2 separate regions of the Macaca mulatta genome follow, and region 2 is linked to region 1. Evidence: chromatin contacts called from public Hi-C data. All regions are on one chromosome and are shown on one strand. Each heading gives the region's core, a stretch centred on a gene start, on an enhancer-like site or on the middle of the called end of the contact. The rest is flanking DNA. Distances are from core to core; before and after follow the strand shown.

Evidence for each region. A called contact is a pair of places that touch in the nucleus more often than the background predicts.
Region 2: a contact with region 1 is called in a Hi-C map of liver, with 4 times the contacts expected there. The contact joins the promoter of LOC144336392 here to the enhancer-like site in region 1. A contact is called at or near these places in 3 of 14 Hi-C or Micro-C datasets (fetal cortex germinal zone, fetal cortical plate and liver).

Annotation. Positions count from the first base shown.
Region 1 is chr18:69,841,392-69,844,091 of T2T-MMU8v2.0, reverse strand. All of the region lies in intron 1 of LOC144336431 (a long non-coding RNA gene), which reads right to left. Among named protein-coding and RNA genes, the nearest start is that of CTAGE1, 140 kb to the left of the region's middle. Within about 2 kb of position 1,386, at least 6 of the 40 cell types and tissues checked have an H3K27ac peak or open chromatin away from gene starts, as enhancers often do. A contact at or near this core is called in liver, where this site is marked.
Region 2 is chr18:70,235,575-70,238,274 of T2T-MMU8v2.0, reverse strand. LOC144336392 reads right to left here and starts at 1,447. Exons shown (of 5, transcript XM_077974791.1): 1 at 1,210-1,447. The coding sequence starts at 1,300. All of the region lies in intron 1 of GATA6 (GATA binding protein 6), which reads left to right.

The DNA.
Region 1 (2,700 bases), core at 137-2,636:
GTGGATTTGGGAGGTGTTTAGGAGTAGAATTGATAAGACTTAGCGATTCACTAAGGGGTTGTGGTGAGGGGAACAGTGAAGGAGGAAGAAGAACCTCGAATGACTGCCAGAGTCTGGCTGAGGCTTTCAAGGGAATGGCAACACCAACCAATGAGGGAACAGGAGAGGCACATTAGGGATGATACTCATCAATTCAGGTTTTGGTGGATCGAGTTAAAAATATCTTTGCAAGATGTTTACTAGGTAGCTGGATAGATACCACTGAAGATCTGTTCTATTTATAAAATTTGGAGTGGCCAGTACAGATAGTAATGCAGCTGAAGGCATGTTGTGGGTGAAAGGGGTGTCCAATAAATAGGGACAGAAGGACACTTGAGTGTTTGAATACTCTGTTCATTTTTGGCAGCTTATTGCACATTCATTTAACAATCCCTCCTAAGAGTAAGTTCCGGAGGAAGGAAGTATGAAACGCGAAAATCACTAAAGTGGAGAAATAATTCTCAGAGTTACCTTCATTATTGAGTACTTACTATGTGCTAGGCCCTGTGCCGAGTACTTAATATACATTGTTCTACCGTATTTCATTTAATTCTTACAACAAGCCTACATAAATTAGATACTATTTATTATCTCCACTTTATGTTAACAAGAGCTGAAATTTGGAGATTCTATAACTCTCTATCCCTGTTGTTTAATCTGGTGGCCACTAGCTGCAAGTGGCTGTTAGGAATTTAAAATGTGCAACAAAGAAATTTAATTTTTTATTTAATTTAACTCAGAATTCTCATTTAATTCAAATTTTATTTTATTTCATATTAGTGTAAATTCACACTTAAGAACACTGGATTCAGTTATCGAAAAGTGCTTACATATATTTGGAACAATGTGAGTATGTGAATCAATTTTTTCAACTCTAAGTTTTATGAAATGTAACTACAGATCAAGTATTTCCAATGAAAAATTCGTGTCTGAATTGAGGTGTGTTGTGAGTGTAATTTCGAAGATTTACTGCCAAAAAAAAATATGAAATATCTCATTTATAATTTTTGTATTGATTGCATATTGAAATAATGTTTTGAATATATCAGGTTAAAAATATATTGTTAAAATTAATTTCACCTGTTTTACCTTTTCACTTTTTTTATGCGACTACCGGACACTTTTCAATTCTCTAAGGGGCTGGCACAAGAGTTCCCCGGGGCTGACGGGGAGCGCAGCCTGGGCAGCCCTTTCCCCAGCCTGTCCCAGTGGAGATGGGCTCACACCGAGGTGCGCGCACGTGCGCGTCTGCGCGCTCCGCCGCGGGTGGACCGAATCTCACCCCGTGCCCACGACCAGCGGGCTTTCCTGTTTGCCTTTTTGAACTCTGTTTTCTCTGAGTCTTGGAGAGAGCCAGGGGCTGTGATGTCACTGTATAAACAGAGGGAAGGGTGGGGGCCAAAGTTGCATTGGAGCGAACCCGGCGCTTGGAGGAGGGCTGGTGGGAGGATGGGGGGGGGGCGAGGGAGATTTTTTTAAAGGTGGTTTGGTCTCGGGGGTGTAGGGGCAGCGGGGAACTCTGCAGAGTCCCAGTAAAGAAACAGAATGCCAGTCCCTAAGCTGGGGGCGGGGAGGGGGACGTGGCTGGAAGAGACGGGGGTTGGTGGGGGGAGGCTGGAAAAATATGGGACGCCTAGAGCTAATTCCCCTGATTAAAAATGCATTAGTTTGGAGGTGTCAGCGACACGCAGCTGTTTTCAAGGAAAGCCTGGCTCCAAGAGGTCCTCCCGGGCCGGGCCGCCTGGCGGCTCCATCCCGGGTGGGTGTCAGCGAGCGCGCAGCCCCCGACGCTTGTCCTCTCCCTGACAGGGCCCTGGCCAATGTCCTGCTGCTGCGGGTCGTGGTAATTTACATCCTCTCTGTGTATATTAACTTATCTGCAGCCGCGCTGGCTGCGCTCCTTCAGTCAGCCTGTCTCCTGCGCAGCCTGGGAGCCTTCCCCGACCCAGCGACCCACCGGGCGGCCGGGGGCGACGGGGGAGCCCTGGGAATCACAACAACCGCCCGGTTCCGACCCGGCCCGGACGCCCGGGGGGCGGGGGGCTCCGCGGGGCCAGGCGTGGAGGGCCGGCGAGCCCGGCTTGGGTAGGGCAGAGGCAGGCGGCTGGGGGCTGGCGGCGAACACTTAGTGGCTAATTCATGACTCATGACTCATGCGCAGGCTCCTCTTCAGTGACAGCCGGGACAGTTCCTGGTTATTTGTAGCCCCCCGGCTTTCATTTCGCTGTAATTAAGCAGTCATTTGAGGGTCATTTCATCCCCGTTATAGGTTTCTCTGTTTTAATCATGCTTTGAGTTCCAGGGTGGGGGGAGCAGGGAGTGGAAGGGGAGGTTGGGAAGGAGGCGTGGAGGGCAAGAGGGTAATCGTCTCTGAGAACGCGTGCACTTTTCATAACTCTTCCCGTGACAGGCCCCGGTGCAGGCTCCGCAGACGCCGACGCCCGGCGCTCCGCTCCGGGGCGCGGGCCAGATCCTCTTCCCTGACACCCGCGGTCTTCCCTGAGAAGAGGTCTGGCCCTTTTTGAGTCAGATGTTGGATTTTCTGCTTTCCCCTCTGGCACCACACTAATCATTCTCTTTAATCGCTGAAGCTTTTTAATGAGGCCAAGTAGGTATTTATGGAGCCGTCTACTCTCTAAACGCTAATGCTTGATAAGTCAT
Region 2 (2,700 bases), core at 198-2,697, 390 kb before region 1:
GAAAATTGCTTTTAATAGCAAACCTGAGAAACATTATTTCAAAACGTTGGAATCAAAAGAAATCAAATGTCCACAACACATTTCCGTCACTGCTTACAATTGAGCTTCTGCAGAACGCAGTCCACTTAAACATTTGGTGAAACTCACGAAAAGAACCAAAAGCAAGGCATTCCGGGTCCTGGCGGGGGCTGAGCGGCCGGGCGGACGCCTGGCTATCTCTTCTGGGAGTCGCGCATTCAATCGCACTCAGGTTAAAATTTAAAGCCCCTGGATCCTGCTCCAGTAGCCAACCTCTCCATTCCAGAGTTTTCTACCTTCAGCCTTTTCAAAATGTGGCCACGCTGAAACTGGGAGCCGCCGCAGTGATTGGGGGAGGCAAAGTGGATTGTAATAAAAGTGACTAAATTGGATGAGAACGGTTTCTGGACCTTCTCGGTAGCAATTTAAAATTCAGAAGTGTTTAGAAGCAATTTACAACGAAGAATGAAAAAAGAAGAATTCTCTCCAACTTCCTGAATTCCTCGCCCCTTCCTCCGCACTGCCAGGCCCTGTCCCCGCTCCCCCAGGAGCCACAAGTTCACAACTCACAGTTACATGCAGAGGAAACAACGTTTAGCGACGAGGTCTCACCGTCTCTGGAAACCATACTTTACAACGCACCTCCCCACCCCAGTTCAACTCTGCACAGGCTCCTCTCCCTTCCCTAACTGGGAAAACACGAAAACAAAAACAAAACAAAAAACCAGAGCCCAAACGCTTTCTGGGAGACCGACCTTCAGAAAATCATTTACTTCGATTTACCTGGCGGGGGGGAGAGGGGGCGGGCGGGGGAAAGCATAAAAATGCATTCTCACAAAAACAACTCCTCTTGTCCTAAACTCTCCCTCGGCAGCCTTCTGGGGTCACGTCTGTCGGAAGAAATCCTTTCTGTGAGCGAAAGGGAGCGAGACATATATCACGGCTCCTGCAGCGGACGAGCCTGCGGCCGCGCGAGTCGCCGCTGACAGATCAGCGCTGATAACCCCGCGACGTTCATTTCCAGTCCCTTTGCCCGCTAGGGACCGTATCAGTTTGTACAGAGTTGTGATAACTGTTTGGAGGGAGCGAAGAGGGGGTGTGTATATGAACGTGGGGGTGGGGAAGCAGCATTCAGCTCTGGGTCCAGGGAAGGTGACACCCCCTCTTCGCAGTGACTTATCTGCGACTTACCTGAAACTCTCCAGGGAAATCTCCGTGCAAACGGGACATCAAAAGTTGGAGAGCGTCCTCGAACACCACTGATGTGGAAGCCCTTTTCCATTCTGCGCACCCCATAGACTACCTTTCCGTACAGGACCACCCGAGTTAAAGTTCCCAAAAGTCAACTGGGGAATTTTGTCGTGAGGTTCCCGAAACCACCACGACCTGAGCCCTAGCATCCCGAGATAGGGTCGGAGAAAGTTTAAGGTCGGTCTCACACAATCGCAGGGCAAAAAGCACATTTGCTGTGAAGGGGCTAGGCGGGGTTGGGGGACTGGGGGGCGCAGAGCACATTCTCCCCTCCTTCTGGGGGCGTGCTGACCCAGGGGCTGGAGCGCCCCTCCCGCCGCGGCGGCGGCGCGGGGCTGTGCACTGCCAACTCCTCCCGTGCCAAGGCTCCCTCCTCCTCCCTCGTGTGGGTGTGTGTGTGCGAGTGCGGGAGCGGGAGGGTGCACAGCCGCTGTGTGGGTGCGGGTCGCCAGCCAGGTCAGGCGTTCTGTGGCCTCCGCCCCTCCCTCGGCGTCCCTGGGCTCGGCGCCCCCCGGGTGGACTCGCCCCCACTCCGGGCACAGGGCTCGCGGCTCAGCCCACGCCAGCAGGCAGCGCGGCGCTCATTGTCTGCCTGGGCGGCGCGCTCCCCTCCCCCTCGCCGTCCCCTCCCCACCCTCTTTTCTCTCCTCCCCTAGATCCCTCCTCCTCCTCTTCACCTCCAGCGCCCAGCTGCTCGCTGAGCGCAGTTCCGACCCACAGCCTGGCACCCTTCGGCGAGCGCTGTTTGTTTAGGGCTCGGTGAGTCCAATCAGGAGCGCTGGCTGCAGTTTTCCGGCAGAGCAGTAAGAGGCGCCTCCTCTCTCCTTTTTATTCACCAGCAGCGCGGCGCAGACCCCGGACTCGCGCTCGCCCGCTGGCGCCCTCGGCCTCTCTCCACGCCTGGGAGCACCCTCCGCCGCGGCCGTTCTCCATGCGCAGCGCCCGCCCGAGGTTCGGCTGCTTCCTCCTCGCGCGATCTCCCCGCTTCCCTCCCCTCCACCCCTACTCGTCGCGGGCCCCTGGGCCTCCGGCGCTCCGGCCCTCTCCAGGCCGCGGTCGGCTCCAAGGGTGTCTCCCTCCTCCCCTCCGGGCGGGCTGAGGCGGCTCCCAGGCTCCCGGGACACCGCGGACCAACTTCTAGTCTCTTTTCCTCTCCTCGAAGCGCTTATCTGCGCGCAGCCTTATCTCCGAGTTATCTCGGCGCAAAGGGGCGGGAGCCGGTAGTTAGGCAGGCAGAGAAACTTCTTTCTTGCTATCTAGCCAGGTCTGTGTGTGGGCATTAATTTTAGTGTGGTAATCTCCGATGAGCCGAGGCGATTTGGAAGAGCAGCCTAGAGGAGGCCAGCCCGGCTGCATTTCGCCTCCCTCCCCCACTCCTCCGATTCTCCCTGTCATTCTTCCTGCTCTCCCCTTTGGGGTCGCCTCGGCTCT